2 separate regions of the Macaca mulatta genome follow, and region 1 is linked to region 2. Evidence: chromatin contacts called from public Hi-C data. All regions are on one chromosome and are shown on one strand. The core of a region is the stretch at or near the end of the contact, and the rest is flanking DNA. Distances in the headings are between cores, read along the strand shown. Region 1 holds the start of DNAJC2 (DnaJ heat shock protein family (Hsp40) member C2). Region 2 holds the start of PMPCB (peptidase, mitochondrial processing subunit beta).

Region 1 (6,392 bases), core at 3,393-5,892, 49 kb after region 2:
ATCTTGGCTCATCGCAACCTCCACCTCCTGGGTTGAAGCGATTCTCCTGCCTCAGCCTCCCAAGTAGCTGGGATTACAGGCATGCGCCGCCACGCCTGGCTAATTTTGTATTTTTAGTAGAGACGGGGTTTCACCATGTTGGTCAGACTGGTCTCGAACTCCTGACCTCGGGTGATCTGCCCGACTCAGTCTCCGAAAGTGCTGGGATTATAGGCGTGAGCCACCACACCCTGCCTCTTTTTCCCCCTTGCTCCTCCCTTAGTTTCTGGAAGAATACGGTGCCTGATATTTAGGAAGTCTTTTTTTCAAATAACAAAGTGTCTTTTTCCTTGTTTTCTTTCTACTTCTGTTACCCTTCTTAGTATCTTCTGCTGTTTTTCCTCCTCTTCCTACCCTGGAAATATCCATGCTCCTCAATGTTCAGTCTCTTTCTTTTTTTTTAATGGATGAGGTGGTGGGAGAATCAGCTAACACTTTCTGAGTGCTTACTTTTCCAAGTGTTTTATACATATGCCTTAGCTCATTTAGTCCTCTAAACAACCAATGACATAGGAACTCTTTTTATCCATTATTTGTTTGGCATTTATCATGTGGCAAGTACTAACTTAAGTGCTTTATAAGCATCCTTTTATTAATCCTCAAGATAAACCTCTGAGCTGGTAACAATCTCACTGTAGCAACAAGGGAAACGAAGTACACACATGTCCGGGAACTTTCCCAAGGTCCAAGTGCACCACATGGCAGAACCAGATTTGAATTCAGGCACTCCAATTCCACAGCATACACATTTAACTATTATACAAGTAGCTACTAAAGCATTATCTATTTGTTTATACTTTTGTCCCTTGCTGATGTCATTCAATTCCCCACAGCAACCACCACTATGTGCCAATGACTTCAAAAAGTCTTTGGCTCTAACCTCTTTTTGGAGTCATAGACCAATTTCTAACCAACTACTAGACAGCTTCACCACTATGGTACCAAACCTCAGTCTTCACATAGCCAAACCTGGACACAAACAGCACCTCCCACAAACATTCTTATCCTCATCCCAGCACTGGTTACTGACCTCACACTCTAGCAGGTCACTCAAGCCCTAATGCTGGGGAGGACCTCTGAATATTTCCCTTTCTCTTGTGCCACACAGCCAGGGTCACCAAAGCCTATCAATTCTACCTCCAAAAAAAGGAAATCTGACCCTTCTTCCTCAAAACCCAGCCACACACTAAGTTCAAGGATTCAGTCACAGGTCTGCCTTAGTGCACCAGCCCTGTAACAGTAAACTATTCACTTCCCCTCCAGTCCCTTGCCCCCTTTCAAGCAATTTTCTGTACTGCCAAGGGAATTACTTTTCTAAAATTAGCTAAGAAACTTTTGATGGCATCTTACTGTCCCCAAAATAAATTTTAATTCCTTCCTTAGCATGGTGTAAAAAGGACACAACAGAGTTTGGTCTAGAGTCCAAAAGATTTTAAGGACACTAGATTTCTCACCACCATACTGCATGTACCCTGTACGACTCATCGATCCCTCAAGAGGCACTACATATTCTTTTACTCCTTTGTGTCTTTGTATATCTTACTCCTTCGGCCCAGAATACTTCTTTCATTTCTCTGCTTCACTAACTGCCGCCTGTCCTTTTAAGACCAGTGCAAACATTATCTTTTCTGTGAACTCTTCCTGGATTTCTCCAGCAGAGACAGTATCTCATGGCTAGTGCTAACCCACTCAAGACTTAGTAATAAACAGATGCTAAATTATAGTCATCTTGCTGAACCATCTTAAAACACGGTTTATTAATGGAAAACTCCCAAGAAAACTATGTCTAACAAAGCATCTGACTGAACAAAATATTCAGATATTAAATACCTTCCAGTCTTTGGGATCAAGTGTTTTCAGCATGGCAAACTCTTCCAACTGCAATTCTTCATCTTCTGATTCCTCAGATAACTCTTTCTTATCCTCCAGTTCCTGAAAAGAGGCAGAAGCATTTCTGTTTCTCCTCTTAACAAAAGCTTCAAACCATCTTCCCACAGGTTCAACTCGACAAAGTGTAGAGGCTGTGATTGAAAGTGTTAAGAGAGGCTTCAATGTATTGCATGGAATAAATCTGTTTCAAGGCAATTAACTTTTTCAGGAAATAAAATCAAAACAGTGATACAAGAATATACTTTTAAAACCACCAACTAAGAAAATAATTGCAGTCATCCAGTTTACATGAGGGTTAACAAGAAATTATCCTTTCCTAGTATTAAAGAGTATTTAATCAACCTCTTCCAGTTATCTGACAACATAAACTTAGTAATGTCAACAATAAATCAGTACTTTTCTCGGGATATGAGAGTAAGCTGAGGAACAGGAAGAAATGTTGCAAACTGCTTGACTTTTAGACGAATTATTTTATTTATTTATCTTTTCACTTTTTTTTTTTTTTTGAGATGGAGTTTTGCTCTTACTGCCCAGGCTGGAGTGCAATGGCGAGATCTCAGCTCAATGCAACCTCCACCTCCTGGGTTCAAATGATTCTCGTGCCTCAGCCTCCCGAGTAGCTGGGATTACAGGCATGCACCACCATGCCCCGCTAATTTTGTATTTTTAGTAGAGATGGGGTTTCTCCATGTTGGTCAGGCTGGTCTTGAACTCCCGACCTCAGGTGATCAGCCCGCCTGGGCCTCCCAAAGTGTTTGGATTACAGGTGTGAGCCACTGCGCCCAGACAAATAATTTTAATAAAGTAATAAATAGTGATAAATTGTCACGAAGAGCTAGCCTCACCAAAAATAAAAAATCTAAAAGCAACGCAAACTATCTTTTTTTTTGAGACGGAGTTTTGCTCTTGTTGCCCAGGCTGGAGTGCAATGGCGCAATCTTGGCTCACTGCAACCTCTGCCTCCCGGGTTCAAGAGATTCTTCTGCCTCAGCCTCCCAAATTGCTGGGATTATAGGCGCCCGCCACCATGCCCAGCTACTTTTTTGTATTTTTAGTAGAGACGGGGTTTTGCCATGTTTGCCAGGCTGGTCTCGAACTCCTGACCTCAGGTGATCCACCCACCTCGACCTCCCAAAGTGCTGGGATTATAGGCGTGAGCCACCGTACCCAGCCAACTCAAACCATCTTACTTATTAAAATCTTGAACTATAGCTCTTAAAAATTTTAAGGATTCACTAACAAGAATTTGTACTGAAAACAATTTTCCAAGCAGCAAACGGGGATTTACTAATGCAGCTAAGCTGTAGCGGAACAAGCTCTCAATCTGAAACCAGACACTCTGGGTTTCAGACTAGGTCTGACAGTGGCTGTGTGGCCTGAAATGAATCAGGATGTCTTCACCTATAAAATGGGAACAATACCTATTTATCTCATTCAGTTTCTAGGAAGCTTGAATGAGACCATAAAAACTCTCTGAAATTAAAAACTTGTAGTAAAGATATCATCTATTCCTCGGAAATGGCGGTAAATCACTGTACATGTGTATATTAGCAATTCGAAAAAGGAAAATCCCTGAAAAATTTAGTTTAAGATTTCCTCCACCTTACACAGGAGAGGATTAAAACACTGTCAAAAAGGTACTACCTTGTAGTACGGGGTGTGTGTGGCTTTTAAAAACACTGCCTTTTAAGCCTTTTCCTTTAGTTGTTAAGAGGCACACGGAGACACACAAATGCAACATGTGCCACGGGTAATGTTCAAAATCACATTCAACAAACGCTTATGTACCTGGCTATGGGAATTACTGTAGATGACTGGAACTGGAGACTCTTAAGTTTACAATACTCATGACTGTACTGGGCCATAAATCTAAAACCTACAGCAGCAGGACAAGTTTCACTTGTAATAACTGCCTTTCAAAATCTACGCGGATCTTTTCAGCAGCACAGTCTTTTAACACCGAATATGAGGAGCGGTGTCTGAGTTGTGACATTTAAAAAATAAGGCCGGAACAAACGTAGAGAGGGAGAAAGGTGTTTAAGAGATCGCCAGCAGCAAAGCTTTATACGACCCCAGGCACGTGGGGTGCTGGCTGCGCGTAGTCTTTCCGCCGTAGGCAAAGAGAGGCTTATGTGAATCTTTCTGGGGTACTGGGGGGTTCGGTCCCGAAATGTTCAGTCCAATCCATGAGTCAGCAGCGGCGAAAGGAAGCAGCAACGGTAGGAGCAAAAGGAAGGCACCCCTCACCCTCCTTCCTTCTAATCTAGGGTAGGATTACTTTAAAACACGGAGCAAAAACGCACCTATTACGGCTCCACACGGCCCCAGGGCTAGTCGCCAGGGTCAAAGGTAGAGACAGCCCAGGGTTGCCAAGGCGGAGGACTGAGGCAGGGGCGGCTGAGGTGGGAAGGAGCCGGGGTTGGGTGGGCGCTTACCAGAGGTCAAAGCGTGGGTGATGGCGGTGCCCCGGCCGTCCGCGGGGCTTGGCAAGAGCAGCATGATGGCGCCGGGTCTAGCCCGGTGGGAGCAGCGATTCACGTCCCGGGCGGAGGGCGCTTACGGTCCCCCCAGCTCTACCTCTCAGTCCGAGCCTCGCGCCTTGACTCTACGACGCCCAGGAACCGGCGCATGGAGACGACCAGTAAGCACTTCCGGGATGGATCTTCCGTGGTGCGGAGGCCAGTCTGACACCCTCCTACCCTCGCCAACGTGTGCGGCAACCTAGTTCCACACTGACTGAGATCCGGCTGGAGACCAAGTCGCACGAGAGAATGGTTCCTAGGCGCGTTAATTTTCCTATGAAAACGATTATATTCCACGTCCCTGTGCAATACATAGAACATAACCTTTAAAAGCAGCTCTTTTTATATTATCTTTATTTTTAAGTTCTTACTGCTTTATATGTTAATCTGAACCTAATCAGTGATTTTCTCAGGAACGCTACACTTTTAAGTAAAAAATGAAAATAACTGTATGAACCAGTATCGACGACTAGTATATACATTTGCGGAGAATTACGTACGTGCATTTGTGATACGTTTGTGTTTAACCTGATGATGATAATAGCAGCTAATATTTGTCGTGCTATTACTAATTTACCTGCATTATATATTTTAATACTCACTTGGAGAAGAAACTTCTCTCTGGTGTTAGATTGTATTCCAAGGCCAGCAATATTTTACCCTGTTCTAATGGAATGAAGTTTTCATTCAAGATATCCCCAATCAGAGTTGTTTAATGTGTAATAAAATCAATTGTATTATTACTATAAGCTTCCTTCTAAGACTGTAGTTAAAAGCAAAAACTAGAAAAACAAAAAACAGTGGGTAAAGGCTCACCCCCAACAGCAGTATCTGAAACACGTTCAATAAAATAAACTTCATGTGCCATTCTTCAGCAAGGACCACCAGACATTAGTAAATTATCTTCTAATTTACTAATTTCATTATATTTTCACAATTAAGCAACTTTTAAAATATATATATATAGAGAGAGAGAGAGAGAGAAAGACAGGGTCTCACTATGTTGCCTAAGGTGGTCTTGAACTCCTGGCCTCAAGGGATCGTTCTGCCTCAGTGTCCCAAAACTCTGGGATTAGAGGCGTGAGTCACCGTTCCAGGCCAATTAAATACATTTAATTGACCTGTATATCTGCTGCATTATAAAATCGTCACTTCAAAATTGACATTTCAAAAATTGAACTAAGGGAGGCTGAGGTGGGAAGATCGCTGAAACCGGGAGGTGGAGGTTGCAGTGAGCCGAGATCTCACCATTGCACTCCAGCCTGGGTAACAGTGAGACCCTGTCTTCAAAAAAAAAAAAAAAAAAAAAAAAAAAAAATTGAACTAATCTTGTGCCCTCAAACCTCTTCCTGATCCCTGTTAATGCAACCACTGTTAAAACATGCTCCAAGGTGCAAAGTAACCTGACTCCACTTTCGTCATATTAATATATGTTTTTCCTCACACCTCCTCCCATTGAGTTTTACCATTAACTCTAAGGTCATAAGGTGTTTTGTTTTGTTTTGTTTTCTGAGACGGAGGCTTGCTCTGTCTCCCAGGCTGGAGTGCAGTGGCGCGATCTCGGCTCCCTGCAATCTCCGCTTCCCAGGTTCAAGCGATTCTCTTGCCTCAGCCTCCCGAGTAGCTGGGACTACAGGTGCGTGCCACCACGCCCAGCTAATTTTTGTATTTTTAGTAGAGACGGGGTTTAGCCATGTTGGCCAGGCTGGTCTCCAACTACTGACCTCGTGATCCGCCCGCTTCGACCTCCCAAAGTGCTGGGATTATAGGAGTGAGCCACCGTGCCCGGCTGGGGGTTTTGTTTTTTAAAAAAATTGTTCTAAAATACACATAACATGAAATTTACGATCTTCACCATTTTTAAGTGTACAGTAATGTTAAGTACATCCACATTATTGTGCAACTACCCTACAGAACTATTTTTATCTTACAAAACTGAAA
Region 2 (6,307 bases), core at 2,025-4,524:
TAGGGCATGTTTGTGTAGGCCTACTTCTGTCTTGAGATAATCACAAAAAAAGTAGAGGAAAATGACAAAGCCTTACGCAGTTAGAGAGATGCTAATAAATATGAAGGACAGATAAAGTCATTCAGCATAAGAAGAGCTGCAGTCCTTGAAAAGAGAACATACTGAATGGAATGCCAGAAGATGTATTCAAAGAGACTTTCTCTAAAATGAAGGAAGAAGTGAACATGCAGAATGAAAACATATTATGTTTTTGAAAATTGTGATAAAAATCATGACACAAAAATTACTCAACATTAAGATATAGCCTAGTTGTTATTGAACTTCAAGAATAAAATAATTTTTTAGGTTTTTAGGCAGATGAAACAGGTCACATTTAAGGGTGGTAAAAAAAGAAAAAAATCTGGCTAGCCTCAGACTTCTCTAAAACATTTAATTCAAGAACATAATGGAGTAATGTTTATAAAATTCTGAGAAAATGAAACTGTGACCCAGCAATATTAAGTCCAGACAAAAATGTTATTCAAGTATAAAGATAAAAGCAGACATCCTCAAACATGAAAGAATTAAAGGAATATGACATCTGTGATGAAAATTTCCAAACAACAAAATAACAACGGCTCTTTGCCAATAAAATCCAGTCAGTTAAGAAATTATTTAAAATAGGCCAGGCACAGTGGCTCACGCCTGTAATCCCAGCACTTTGGGAGGCTGAGGTGGGTGGATCACTTGAGGTCAGGAGTTCAAGACCAGCCTGGTCAACTTGGTGAAACCCCGTCTCTACTAAAAATACAAAAATTAGCTGGGTGTGGTGGTGGGCGCCTGTAATGCCAGCTACTCAGGTGGCTGAGGCAGGGTAATTGCTAGAACCCTGGAGGCACAGGTTGCAGTGAGCTGAGATTGCACCATTTCACTCCAGCCTGGGCAACAAGAGTGAAACTCCGTCTCAAAAAAAAAAAAAAAAAGAAATGGACACTGTTGTGGGTGTAGGGCTATTTTGTCAGTAGTCAGAATACTTTGATTTCTGGCTCTACTCTGGTGCACTTAATTTCCGTAGGCTTTATGTTCTAAGATATTGACTATAAATAATGACTAATAAATTAATACAATGTATATTAGAATTGAATACAAGTTCTTGCTAAAACTTCCTAGGTGTTTCTTGTGATTATACCTAAATGTTTTTGTATATATGTATGCATGTTTGTATTTATTTACAGTTAACACACGTTTGTTTTAGAAACATGAAGGAATAACCTTGGTCGTCCTTTATTACATTACATCATGAGTCTCGTGGGCTGAAACTGTGAATCATAGCAGCCGGGTAGGTGGAGGGAGATGAGTCTGAAAAGATAAATGGGAGTCAGATCATGAAGGGCCCCACCTGCCATGCTAAAGACCCTTTACTTTATTGTGACCAAGGGCCCCCTGGTGGATTCTTCACAATGGGACTGCTGTAATAGTTGCATTTCTAAAAGATCCCATAGGTAGTAATGTGAAAAAACTGACAATGGACCCGGAGTAGATTGAAGGGGCAGGAAAGGGGTGTATCAGTTGAACGTGGAAGATGGAAAAAGAGAGGTGCTTCCGGGTGGTTTGGATTTTTGGGTGAATGGAGGTATGATTGGCTGTTTAGCATTGCAAATATGGGAAGAGATTCAGGGGCCACAGTGAATTCCCTTTTGGACAAGTTAATATTGAGGTTCCAATGGGATATTCAAGTGTAGTTTCCTAGTAGTTGATGGTTAAGTGGGCCTGGAGCTCAAGAGAAAGGCCTGGGTTGGGCAGACAGGTCCTGAAGTGGAGGGAAAAGCCCAGAGGGAGACTGTTCAGTAGAAGAGGACTCGAGTCCTGGCAAACGCCAACTTTTAGGGCAAAATGTAGTGTTTCACAGCACAGTCTTTGGAGTTTACCTATTACTAGCAGGGTAACCTGGGGCAAGTTATTTATTTGACTTCAGTGTCTTAATTGCAAAATGAGCACAACAGCACCTACCTGAGTTAGAAAAACATTTGCAATTTTTAGTTCCTTGAGAGATCTGTGGGCTGGAAGCAGTGGCTCACGCCTGTAATCCTAGCACTTCAGGAGGCTGAGGTGGGCAGATCACCTGAGGTTGGGAGTTCGAAACCAACCTGACGAATATGGTGAAACCCCATCTCTACTAAAAATACAAAATTAGCCAGGCGTGGTGGCACACATCTGTAATCCCAGCTACTTGGGAGGCTGGGGCAGGAGAATTGCTTGAACCCGGGAGGCACAGGTTGCAGTGAGCCGAGATTGCACCATTGCACTCCAGCCTGGGCATCAAGAGTGAAACTCCCTCTCAAAAAAAAAAAAAAAAAAAAATATATATATATATATATATATGAATAAGGAGGAGTCCAAGAAAGTGCAGAGGGAACTACGAGGAGGTGGAGCTCTAGAATATATTGAGAAAAGAGAATTTCAAAGAAGCCAACGATGCAAAATCCTCCAACAGGACTGTAACATAAGTCTGTAAAGTGTCCAACTTTTAGCAGTTAGTGACCTTACCAAGGGCAATTTCTATGGAATGGGATGAGCCATACTGTAGAGGTTCGAAGAGTGAATAGGGGTCAACATGGATACATCTTTTCCTCCCCTCACCGCATCTGTCTTTCCCAGTAGACTTTTCCTTTAAAGGCAGTGACTTGTGGATATTATTCCACTGTTTTCTTTTTTTTTTTTTTTTTTTTTTTGAGACGGAGTCTCGCTGTGTCTCCCAGGCTGGAGTGCAGTGGCGTGATCTCGGCTCACTGCAAGCTCCGCCTCCCGGGTTCACGCCATTCTCCCGCCTCAGCCTCCCAAGTAGCTGAGACTACAGGCGCCCGCCACCATGCCCGGCTAGTTTTTTGTATTTTTAGTAGAGACGGGGTTTCACCATGTTAGCCAGGATGGTCTCGATCTCCTGACCTCGTGATCCACCCGCCTCGGCCTCCCAAAGTGCTGGGATTACAGGCTTGAGCCACCGCGCCCAGCCTATTCCACTGTTTTCAATCAATTCCATCCACCAGTGAGATAGATTATCTTTCACTCCACCGCATTTGTGCCTTGCAGTTAGTAGGCCATCAACAAAATAACTGATGATACAGGGGCTTCTACAGACTCCCCAATTCATTTGGTAAAGACCGCTCAGCATCATGGTCGAGCCCTCATTCCTTTCACGACAGCTTCGAGGAGTGTCATTCCCATCACGGCCACAAGGTGGAGGCCGCCTTCCTGCTCTGGGACCTCAGGTCGCGACCCCGGAAGCACATCCTCCATCCTCCGCCTTCTTTCCAGCAGAAATGGCGGCTGCGGCGGCTCGAGTTATGTTGTTACCCGCGGCGCGGCGGCGGCTCTGGGGTTTCAGCGAGAGTCTCCTGATCCGCGGCGCTGCGGGACGGGTGAGCTTCCCTCTGTTTGTCTGGGCGCTGCCTGGGGCCAGACCCAGTCGGGCGGGCTCTGGCCTCTCTCGCGGCACCCGGCGCAGCGCACCTGAGAGTCGGCGCTACAGATCCGAACAGCGGGGTCGGGGAGGGCCTCCTCGACCTGGACCCGCTGGGCGCCAGGCGGCCTGGGGCTGCTGAACTGGCCGGGGTGGCTGGCTTGTGGCTACCCGCCAGGAGACCTGCTAGTGACGTGTGGGATGACCCTGGTTTTCGGCTCCTCCCGCCAGCTACTGAGGAGTGCATGTTTGACCACTAAAAACGTAGTGCTGGCAAATTGGGGGAAACTAAAAAGTGAAATATGGTTACCGCTCCAGAGTTCTGTTTTAGCCTATGACTGAACTTCGTCCTCAGCTGGGTTTCCCGCTAACCTGGACATCGCTGAAGTAAAATTTTGTATGTATTTGCATTTTTCTCATGAGCGAGCCTCTGACTTTCAGCAAAGAGATGTGAGACTTTTGTATAAGGGCAAATAAAAACTGCTGGAAGACGAATAGTTCCTGGCCGACAAGCCAGTCAGGTGCATTTTGAATCCGGCCCATCTTCCTATCCTCTTTTTTTTTTTTTTTTTTTTAAAAACCATTTCCAAACCCTGTTGCTTTTCTTGAACAATGAAAACCCGAGTGTCAGTTCTGTCTTGTGTGTAGGTAGTTTTACATCTTTTCTCTCCTTTTTTTTTTTTTCCCTGCTTGTTTTCTGCATAATGAATATAAAACATTTCTAGGAGAGGTAGTGAAATAAAGTCAGTTTCTCTCTGGGTAATGATAATAACTGCTCATCTTCCCTGAGGAAAGGGCATGTTTATAATCACGTTGCTGGCTCTAGGACAGTGGCTGGTGACACGTTTCTAGGCCAGGCAGAGATCCCAGTGGAACCAAAATTCAAGAAGAAAGATTCTTTTATAGAGAGAGCCTGTTTAACATAGATTTGGTTTTAAAGTCAACATTTAATATCAGATTGATAATGCGTTTTGCTTTGTCTCTTCCACTTCCTACCCCCAACCAGTCATTATATTTTGGAGAGAACAGATTACGAAGTACACAGGCTGCTACCCAAGTTGTTCTGAATGTTCCTGAAACAAGAGTAACATGTTTAGAAAGCGGACTCAGAGTGGCTTCGGAAGACTCTGGGCTCTCAACATGCACAGTAAGTGACTCAGGCAACCTTCTCTAAGTGACCCTTCATTTAGTGTAGCAAATTGTTGATTTTAGTCTTTAGTTTCTTTGTTGGCTGGTGGTTCAAAAAGGGTGGCAGTTATTTTGCCTTGACAGATTTCCATGAGTTGTGAACCTTTTGTTCCAGTGATACTTAGTTACAGGGTGCATATGGATCCTGTTGCCTTGTCTGCATCTTGTTCTTGTAGCTTATTATGGATTATTTATTGTTAGTAGTATTGATAATAATGAAAGAGGTATATTTGCAGGGCTACTCTGCCAGGTGTTTTTACTGATGTCTTATTTGCTAAAAAGCAATTCTTTGTAGTGGGCGTCCTCACACCTGTTTTATAGTTAAGGAAGTGGGAGAAGTTAAATGGTTTTGTTCAGGTTGCTTAGCTAATACGTGACAGAGCCAGGATTTCAACCAAAGTTTTCTGACAGTTTCTGATGTTCTTGATACTACGGTTATTAATTGGCTGGGTTAATGAGTTGGGCAAAGAATCCTCAGTGAAGGTGGCAGGTAGATACTTGTAGCACCCAGCAGTATCCTGATCAAAATTTTTAAATCTCATGGTTCATAGGAATGAACTATTAATTCACTCAGATCAAGAAAATCTTAGTGTTAAGACCAGAAAGCACTTGTCAGAAAAAGGAAGGAGACTGTTCCCTGCAACCTCAAATAAATAAAATGGATTTATTTAATTGTTCGTTGATTGCATTAAGGTTGGACTCTGGATTGATGCTGGAAGTAGATATGAAAATGAGAAGAATAATGGAACAGCACACTTTCTGGAGCATATGGCTTTCAAGGCAAGTTGTAAAACTTTACAAAAATGCACTCTCTTTAAGAGATAGTAAGCACTAAGTCTCATTCTTTAGAGGCAGGGAGAGCTCTTTCAGTAGTATAACATGTTTTATGTTTTTTTTTTCCAGGACAGTATCTAAAATAAGTACTGATGATTGCTTTGTAAAGTTGAAATGAAAACTTTCTCTTGGGATGCAGGAGTCATCTGAATGTATACCATTTCTGAAGCCTGATGTACCTTATTTTTTTTTAATTTAATTTATTTGGAGATAGGATCTGGCTCTGTTGCCTAGGTTGGAGTGCAGTGACACAACCTGCTTACTGCAACCTCCACCTCCTAGGCTCAAGTCATCCTCCCACATCTACTTCTGGAGTAGCTGGGACTGTAGGTGCATGCCACCACACCCGGATAATTTATTTATATGTGTGTGTGTGTGTGTGTGTGTGTGTGTGTGTGTGTGTGTATATGTATTTTATTTTATTTTATTTTTTGGTAGAGATGGAGTTTCGCCATGTTTTGGCCAGGTTGGTCTCAATCTCCTGGGCTCAGTCAGCCTGCCTCAGCTTCCCAAAGTGCTGGGGTGACAGGTGTGAGCCATCGTACCCTACCTGATGTACTTTAGAAACCAAATTTGACTCTGCATGAAACTAACTTTTTTTTTTTTTTTTTTTTTTTGAGACGGAGTCTCGCTCTGTCACCCAGGCTGGAGTGCAGTGGCCGGATCTCAGCTCACTGCAAGCTCCGCCTCCCGGGTTCACGCCATTCTCCTGCCTCAGCCTCCCGAGTAGCTGGGACTACAGGCGCCTGCCACCTTGCCCGGCTAAGTTTTTGTATTTTTAGTAGAGATGGGGTTTCACTGTGTTCGCCAGGATGGTCTCGATCTCCTGACCTCGTGATCCGCCCG

Evidence for each region. A called contact is a pair of places that touch in the nucleus more often than the background predicts.
Region 1: a contact with region 2 is called in a Hi-C map of CD4 T cells, with 3 times the contacts expected there. The contact joins the promoter of DNAJC2 here to the promoter of PMPCB in region 2. A contact is called at or near these places in 2 of 14 Hi-C or Micro-C datasets (CD4 T cells and fetal cortex germinal zone).

What each region holds. Positions count from the first base shown.
Region 1 is chr3:142,944,188-142,950,579 of T2T-MMU8v2.0, forward strand. It overlaps DNAJC2 (DnaJ heat shock protein family (Hsp40) member C2), which reads right to left and starts at 4,643. Exons shown (of 17, transcript NM_001260798.1): 1 at 4,365-4,643; 2 at 1,870-2,060. The coding sequence starts at 4,428.
Region 2 is chr3:142,896,254-142,902,560 of T2T-MMU8v2.0, forward strand. It overlaps PMPCB (peptidase, mitochondrial processing subunit beta), which reads left to right and starts at 3,275. Exons shown (of 13, transcript XM_028846146.2): 1 at 3,275-3,398; 2 at 4,446-4,586; 3 at 5,321-5,407. The coding sequence starts at 3,300.